Linked DNA regions of Drosophila melanogaster: all the other regions are linked to region 3. A link is a contact called in public Hi-C data. All regions are on one chromosome and are shown on one strand. The core of a region is the stretch at or near the end of the contact, and the rest is flanking DNA. Distances in the headings are between cores, read along the strand shown.

Evidence for each region. Hi-C and Micro-C count contacts between places; a contact is called where the count stands out from the background.
Region 1: a contact with region 3 is called in a Hi-C map of the Kc167 cell line, with 2.4 times the contacts expected there. A contact is called at or near these places in 3 of 107 Hi-C or Micro-C datasets (the Kc167 cell line, the ML-DmBG3-c2 cell line and the S2 cell line) and 2 of 7 datasets of targeted methods (both in the Kc167 cell line).
Region 2: a contact with region 3 is called in a Hi-C map of the Kc167 cell line, with 2.2 times the contacts expected there. A contact is called at or near these places in 4 of 107 Hi-C or Micro-C datasets (the Kc167 cell line, embryo and eye imaginal disc) and 1 of 7 datasets of targeted methods (the Kc167 cell line).

The regions. Positions count from the first base shown.
Region 1 is chr3L:3,392,833-3,395,532 of dm6, reverse strand. It overlaps lncRNA:CR45737 (long non-coding RNA:CR45737), which reads right to left and starts at 1,445. Exons shown (of 1, transcript NR_124771.1): 1 at 926-1,445.
Region 2 is chr3L:3,053,632-3,056,331 of dm6, reverse strand. CG16753 reads right to left here and starts at 1,253. Exons shown (of 1, transcript NM_139507.3): 1 at 490-1,253. The coding sequence starts at 1,176. The coding sequence ends at 643. It overlaps CG1271, which reads right to left. Exons shown (of 4, transcript NM_206259.2): 2 at 2,592-2,700; 3 at 2,082-2,534; 4 at 1,426-2,015. The coding sequence ends at 1,641. It overlaps CG32486, which reads left to right. Exons shown (of 8, transcript NM_139508.3): 8 at 1-424.
Region 3 is chr3L:637,241-639,940 of dm6, reverse strand. It overlaps lncRNA:CR43423 (long non-coding RNA:CR43423), which reads left to right and starts at 1,373. Exons shown (of 2, transcript NR_048210.1): 1 at 1,373-1,810; 2 at 2,128-2,455. It overlaps lncRNA:CR43334 (long non-coding RNA:CR43334), which reads right to left. Exons shown (of 1, transcript NR_048209.1): 1 at 1-2,700.

The DNA of each region.
Region 1 (2,700 bases), core at 196-2,695, 2.8 Mb before region 3:
ATATGTTTTTCTAATTAGATTTTATAAGAACAGTAAAGTCAATTTTAGAATACATTCGTGTTACTTTGAAAAGGGTATCCAATTTCGAGCAGTGCTCTCTGGGAAGAGACTACGTCTCCTGATATGCTGGCTCCGGCTTCTCCTCCTCACTCTCCGTTCTGTTTCTTCTGTTTTGTGGCGATCAGGTTACCTGCTTGACGGGAGGGGGGAGCAAAGTGGTGGTGATCAGGGGGCGGGGAAAAGGCGTGGGGCGGGGCAGGGGCAGGTGGCTAGCGGAGGTTTTCGTTCGCTTCTGGGGCTGTTACCTTGCCGGTTGCATGGTTTTATCTGCGTTCGTTGCCTCTGTGTTTGTTGTTGTTGTTTGCATACCCTAGAAAAACCGGCAGAAAGGGTCATTGGGTATATACTTTTGACACGGTGTTTGTGCCAGATCAAAAAGCTCACACATTAAGTTTACTAGAAATTAAGAGAAGCTATTTGATGGAAAATGCATTTAACACAAAAAGGAATTTTAAAAATATGAAACATGAGTATTCTGATAGTCGTCCTTTCGTGCCACCATATTCTTTGGCCTTTTTCTTTAACTGTGCACGTTGTGCAGTTGTTTTTGCTTGTGTTGTTCCTCCACTGGGTTGTTGGTTGTTGTGTTTTTCTGCTCTTGCACTGCACACGCATTCGTCCTCCAACAAAAATCGAGGCAAAGTCGTAAACAGAACAACAACACCCCTTCAGCACCCACCGTACCGCCCCTTTCTTCAACACTTCCCCCCTTTCTACAGAGAGAGAAAATGAGATTTGTTTGGATATAAGTTTGCATAATCATAAAGTAGTCAATTTTTTTATTCAATAAAGGTTTTGTATTATCGATCTATTACGGTTTTACAAATATTGCACTAATCCTTCTGATCTAAAATAGATTTTTTTTCAGTGCACTTTCTGAAAGCACTCTTTGGTAATATAAAAGTTCTTCGCTTGCTTCGTCTCTGTTTTTTTTATCGTATTTCTTCTAACTCGCCGTCGTCGTTGTGCGTGTATGTTGTTGTTGTTTCTGTTGTTGTTTCTGTTGTTGTTGATATTGGTGTTGTTGCTATTGTTGGTGTAGTGTTTGTTGTGATTGTTGTTGGTGTGGTTGTCAATGTTGTTGGTGTTCTTTACTGTTGTTGTCGTTGTTGTTATTGGTGTAGTGCTTGCTGGTGTTGTTGTTGCTGCTTGTCTCGTTTATTGATCGTGTTGCTGCACATATATACACTCACACTGAGAACGCGGGACTAACCCACACAGTTGCAGTCACATACGCAATTCAATGAAGAAATGCTTCAAGTCAATGACCCGGAAATTGTGTCTAAAAAGCAAAACAACAACATCAACAACAACAACACCAACAACAGCAAAAGCCACAGCAACAGCAACATAGAACTTTTACCTAGACATCGGCGCATGCGACTGACGTTGCAAGTTGCAAGCTGACTGCGCCAGTCCAATGAACCGACTGCAATTCGCAGCCCGCAGCTTTTTGCAACAATTGCACGCAGAGCGACAACAGCAACAGCAACATCAGCATCAGCATCAGCAGCAACATCAGCAACAGCAGCAACATCAACAAGCAGCAAGCAGCGATGACAATCAACGCAATTAATGCTCATCCGGCCAGCAGAGTAGTGATGCTGCTTGGACTTCCTTCTCCATCCTGTTTAACTAACATATATCCACGGCCCTTGGAAATTGTGTGTGTGCACAGGTTTAAAACTCGTCTGTAATAAATGCAGCACCAGTTGATTGAATATATATTTGCAGAGGGGGCACAACGGCTTAGAAACAGAATATTAGTTGAGGTTGTTGGACTAGCGTGGTCAACATGTCTTTTGACCTCCCACATGGATCTGCAATCCGAAAGTCTATACAATTTAATTGTATTATTAATGCCTTCGATCAAATAGCAAAGATGGTAATATATTGCCTCATCTGATAGTGACATCGAAAGAACTCACCTAACTTATACCTAGAGGTACAAGGGTCAACCCAAGGAATCTCCCATCCGCGATCGACATCCACTGGCTATCCCCAACCATCCCCATTGGGCATTCTCAATTTATTGCATATCGAAAAAATTAAGCACAAAAGTTCAGTGCCATAGGCCAAGTCGTTGTCATCGTCATCGTTTCCACTTGTAATGAGAATTTATGTGCCGACAAGATGTGCATAAGTTTCCAAGGCGGGCAAATTGGGGAAGAGGGGAGCTCTATTGGATCGAAAGTGCCGGCAAACATGCAAACTGCAACTAGATTTGGGGGCAAGTGTGGCGACTTCTACGGCGATGGCCATTTGGAGCAGGGCAACTGAGGCGGGCACATTGAAAAGAAACAGAAACTAATGCAGCTGCAAAACTCTCATTTTTTAAAAACACAACCATTATTTTAAATATTGCATTCAAATAATGGCTTTGTAAGCTGATTAGAACAAGCTTTACCACTACCTTGATGTTTATTTTAAATAAGGGGGAGTGTCCCCCAAGTGTCAGTCGTAGTTCCTCTGATTTTCCCAAGGGTTCTAGAGCTATTCACCCGTAGCCAAACGATGCGTGCAACATTGAATCACTTGCCCACTGAAGGGGGTCAAAGTTGCAGCGAGTCTCACGACACAATTCGCATATGGAGCAGACCGAGGAGACTAAGGGCCCCCCCAAGATCGGAACCAGCTGAA
Region 2 (2,700 bases), core at 4-2,503, 2.4 Mb before region 3:
TGTGTGTTTGACTAGCGTTTAATGATCTCACAGGAAGGAGCCAGCCCACGCTAACGCGATAATACCGATAATAACCATAAAATAGCCGTAGATTAACTGTCCGGACGCAAGGACCTCGAGTCCACGGCTCCGTTTTCACTGTAAGAAGAACAACACCAAGTTGAAATTCGAACCCTAAGCAGGCGCATATAGAACGCTCTATGATATAACGTAGCGATAGACTAACTACGATCACATAGCCCGGGCCGTAAAATGCAAAGATCCCCCCAAAAGTCCTCACGTTCGAATCTTGTCTAATCCTCGTTCTGTTGACCCTCTTACGATTTAATGCTTACAACTTACATTCGTACGTGTAATATTTATATGCATCGTTAAATGATAACTATACCTAATGCATATATAATAAAGATACTTCTTAATAAACAAAATCCACCTGTTTTCTTCTTGGGGGCAACTGAATTTTTTAGCTCTAAACATTGATCATAAATTGTTCTAGATATGCACAGTTTATTTTACAGTGCTCAATTAGTAACGTTTTTCATAGTTTTGGACTAACATACTTGCGTCATCGTATATTTCTTTACAATCCTTGTATTATTTATGTTTATACCTAAAAATAATTAATCTGCTGATTTGAGGCTTCTATTCGTAGTCGTCCTCTTCCATCGCCTGGTACTTGTTGCGCACATGGGCGGCGATGACTTCGCGGGGATTCTTCTTGAAGTTCTTGTCTTTGATGAGCTTTTCGAAGGACTTGACGGTGTTGACCATTTCAGTGCGTTTTTTCCGGATCTTCTCGTTGGCACTCAGTCGGACCTCTGGTTCTGTGAGGGCTGCCCCCTCGGAGACATCCTTTTGCTTGGTCTTCACCAGCTTGTAGATGTCCTGCAGCGAGGGTAGGGCATCCCGCAGTGGTTTTAGATCTCCGACAACTTTGGTCTTCTCGCGATTCTTGTGCTCCTCCTTGCGTTTCTTACGCGCTTCGGCGAATCTCTTGAGCAGCTTCTTGTGTTTCGCCTCGGATTTCTCCTTCTTGGTGGTCGTCTTCTTGGGCGTAAGGGTCTTGTGGAGCAGACGATCCTCGCGCAGCTTGGCCTTCATGTCCTGAGCCTTCTGCTTGGCCGCCCCCACCACGCTTTTCGCCTTGGCCCTTACATTTTTCTTCGTTTTTGCCATTCTACTGCGATTTGTGCACCAACAAAATCAAAATAAAAACAAACGTGCAGCGTGCTAAGCCCCAAAATCAGTGTCACCACACCCGGTATGGTTAGCGATGACAATAACAGTGCTTCGTTATCGGTTATCGGCGGCAAGCTGATTGTTGGTTAATATATTTGAAATTTATTATTCAGCTTCGAAGATTAGCACTTAAATATGTCATTTAAAATATATATATATTCCACAGCCCATAAAAACGTATGTAATATATAAATTCAGCATTTTATTTACCAACTACCTAGCCTTCTAAGTGACTAATGAATAACAAATAACAAAGACAGAGAATAAAAGTTTAACCTAATACCAGTCACTAAACCGGGCAATCGTCCGGCTCCATTTGTCCATCCGGTTGGCAATGGTTTCGTACTCCTTGGGACGCGGTTCAAAGACTCGCGCCACTTTCCGGAAACGTTTGAGATCGTTCACATCGCGCCAGATTCCGAGGTTGATGCCCGCCATGAACGTGGCTCCCATGATGCTGCTCTCCGCATTGTCCGCCCGCTCCACCCGCAGTCGGCTGAGATCCGCAAGGAATTGGCAGACGAAGTCATTGCGGGAGACGCCGCCATCAACCCTAAAATAGAAGAAAATAAGTGCAATGTAAAATTGGTTAAGATGGATAGACAGAAATACCTAATCATATGAAGCTTCTGAGAGGTCTCCTTCTCAGCGGCCTCGATCAGCTGCACCAGACGAAATACTATGCTCTCGAGCAGAGCCCGCACCATGTGGGCTTTGGTGGTGGACGGAGTGAGGCCAATAAAGCCACTTGCTGACCGATAATCGTTCACCGGGGGCTGTCAAAGATAAGATGGGGATTAGGTAATCTTGAACCAGTTGCAAAAGTGCTTTAAAAAACATACCCCCAGGCCACTGAAGGCCGGCATGAAGAACACATCGTTCGTATCTGGAACGGACTGTGCAATATCTGAGGTGTTCGCTGGACTATCGAAGAGCTCGCACGATTGCGCCCAAGTGACCACGGTGCCAAAGTCATGGGATGCTCCCTCAATGCAGTAGACAGCTCCCTGCTGCCTGGTTGGTTTCTTGAACTGCCAGGCCACCAATGGATACATGCCAGAGATGACAGCTTGGCAACGATCGCCTGTTACCAGATTAAGGAACGCACCAGTACCCATTGTGACCTTGACGTCGTTCTTCTGGAAACACTGCGAGCCCCAAATGGCTGCTGTTTGGTCACTTAAAGAGGCAGCAATGGGTATCTCTGTGTTGGCCCAATCCGGACCGAAGGCAGTAGGATGCACATGCCCAAAGCCCTTGTAGCCGTTGTCCACCACACGCGGCAAGATTTTTGACTGCAATGGAAGCAAATGAATGCAAATAGAGCCTGATGGAGGATATAGCCAACTCACATTGATGCCGAATAGCCAGCTTATAAGCGGCGACCAGCTGAGCGTGAACGGATCGTACAAACCCGTCGCCGTACTCGAGGTCACATCGGTTATGTGCTCCACATCCTTA
Region 3 (2,700 bases), core at 124-2,623:
AATGCGGTTGTGTCTGCTCTCCTTGGAACCTCTTCGCTGGAACCGCTTTCCCGTGTTTATTTGTTTCATGTTGCTCAAGTTAAGTTAAGTTTTAAGTTTTTATATGTACGCCAATGTTCACACTTTTATATTTATGTGTTTCTCGTTTCGGTTTGTTGCGCGAAAAGCAAGAGCAGGCGAGAGCGGCACAACCATGCGGCTGCAGCTATGAAATTTTACTGAATGAATATTTCTTTTCTTTTGCGCCGATCTTTCATCTTGGCGTTGGAATTCGAAGTCGACAGAGGCAGCGACAGCGGCAGCGGCAGTGGCGTCGGCTGCACAGCGGCCGAGGCAGCGACTTCGTAAAAAGTTGTACCTTTCGAAAGTCGCTTAAGTGTGTGGCTGCGTGCGTGTGTGTGTGTGTGTCGGCTGGATCGCGTTCGTATGTGTGTCGGTGTGCTAGAAAGTTTCGATGCCGAACTATGTTTGAAGTCGCATGCATAAGAAACTTACAAAACGGCATTCCACAAACAAACCGACACTGCCCCTTCCAGTCGATCCCCTTCCAGACGCCTTCTTTTTCGAAGACTGCGAGAAGAGTATCCCTATCTGCATTTGTATCTGTGCTACTTTTGCATTTTGTCACATCAGTATACTGATATATCGGTGTGAAGCGCACTCTCCTCCTCGACAACGAAAATTTTTCAGCTCTTCTCGCGTTTTCCTATGTGTTGTAATCTACGGAACAATAAAAAATGTTGCGGGGCTTTCGTAAGTGTCTTTTTGGAATTTTCGTTTTTTTTTATTTTTTATTTTGTTTTTCTTTGTGTGTTTGTAGCTGGTGGCGTTCTGTTTTTTGTTTTTCGTAAACAACGCACACACACACACACACACACACTCTGTAAAATTCGTCATTGAACGGTAAAAAACAAAAATTCCAACGTGTTTGACTTTGTCTCTAGACAATCTCGCTCGTGTGTGTGTGGATTTTTTCAATTACAAGTTTGTAAATGGAATTTCTGAACTTTATGTGAACGAGGTCATTTACAACACACACACACATTTGTAAAGAAGGGCGCGGGGCTAAGGTTGCTCGGGGAATTTTTGTTACATTCGTCATGAACTTATTTATAGGAAATTCCATAGGCTTTACTGGTTATTTATGGCCGCAGATCGCTGGGGGGATCTACTGGATCCAAAAGCGGAGGAGTGTTGTATCGGTCGGCTGCATGCATATCAAATGCCAAATGGGACAATCCCCAACTGGCTCGAAAATATCACGAAAACGGAAATAAATTAGGCCCGATTGATCGTGGTTTTCAGTAGCTAGAAGTAATTTCTGTTTAGAACTAAATCTAGATATAGATCTTTATGGGAATGGAACTCGAATGGATTTTCTTCTTGAAGAGATCTTTAAATTTACTTGATTTAATCTAATAATATAAAATTCTATTCGGTTAAGCCTGTGCACCTTTCTGATTAGCAATTTCCCTGAAATACACCGGGCGCCAGGTGTATTTACGATGGCCCACAATCAAACCAATCAATCCAGCCAACTGTCCCCGTATCAATGCCATCCATTGACAAGCTTTCGTCGCTTTCGCGGCCCTCCAGTGGAGCAACTCAGGAATCAGTGGATGGACGATCGTCTGAGTGATAAGGTTTTCGGGGCGGCTACTTGACGCAAGAATTTCTGGAATTTCGAAAGTGTACACACACCTGTGTGGACCCCTCGGTAGACGCGGAATAAGGCCCGGAGCAACCAGACCCAAGCAGCCCAGTCACAAAGCACGCGCTCAATCTACGGCTTATCAACAGGCCAACGACGGTAGGCCCAACTATAAATGACATGTGATGCCATAGCCCTGTAGCCACAAACATACGCCAAGGGTACGAAAATACTCAAGTTTGAATCACATGGCACTGGCACTTACCGGGTGGAAAAGAGTCGGCCTCAGGCGGAAATTGAGTTCTGTTCCTCTTCTATCCGCTGAAAGAAAATTGAAAAAAAAAAAAAAACAAAGGGAAAACCAAGCAAGATTTCCCAATCGAAAGCTTCTTGGACTTTCGACCGACTGTTTGTACTATTTACAACACCAACGGAGCAACGTCAAGACCATAAAAATAATTAATACAACTTATCAGCAGGGCCGCGATATACCACCACTTGAGGAGCACACCTATGACGTGGAGGGACTGGCAGAGGCACTGGTACTGGCACTGGCATTACCGTTTTCCTTCCCATTCGCATACCCATTTCCATTTCCAGCCGGCTGCATGGTCAGCGATCGTACGGTAGATGCGATCCGATTCGATGGCAAAAGAATTCCCCCTTTCGGTGTAATTGCTTTTGGCCTGGTCGAAAGTCGGCCCGAACGGAACCGAACCGAACCGAAGCACACCACACCGAACCTAATGATAATACCCGCGATCTAATAGGAAGCACGTGATGCGCATACTGCCCACCGATCATTAAGAAGCAGCAATGCACTTGGAGAAACTAGAGGAATCGAATCATAAATCTTCTTACATACATATGTATATCAGCAGTTGTATCAAGTAACAGAGTGGGGTGGTTATGTTAACCATTGCATTTTGAACTTAAATAAATAATTCAATCCAAAAACAATAGTAAAACCCTATCAATTTGCACTATACCAGCGAACTTCCTTTATGTGCAACCGTACACGGGGCGGCGGAGTCTAATGAAATCGGAAT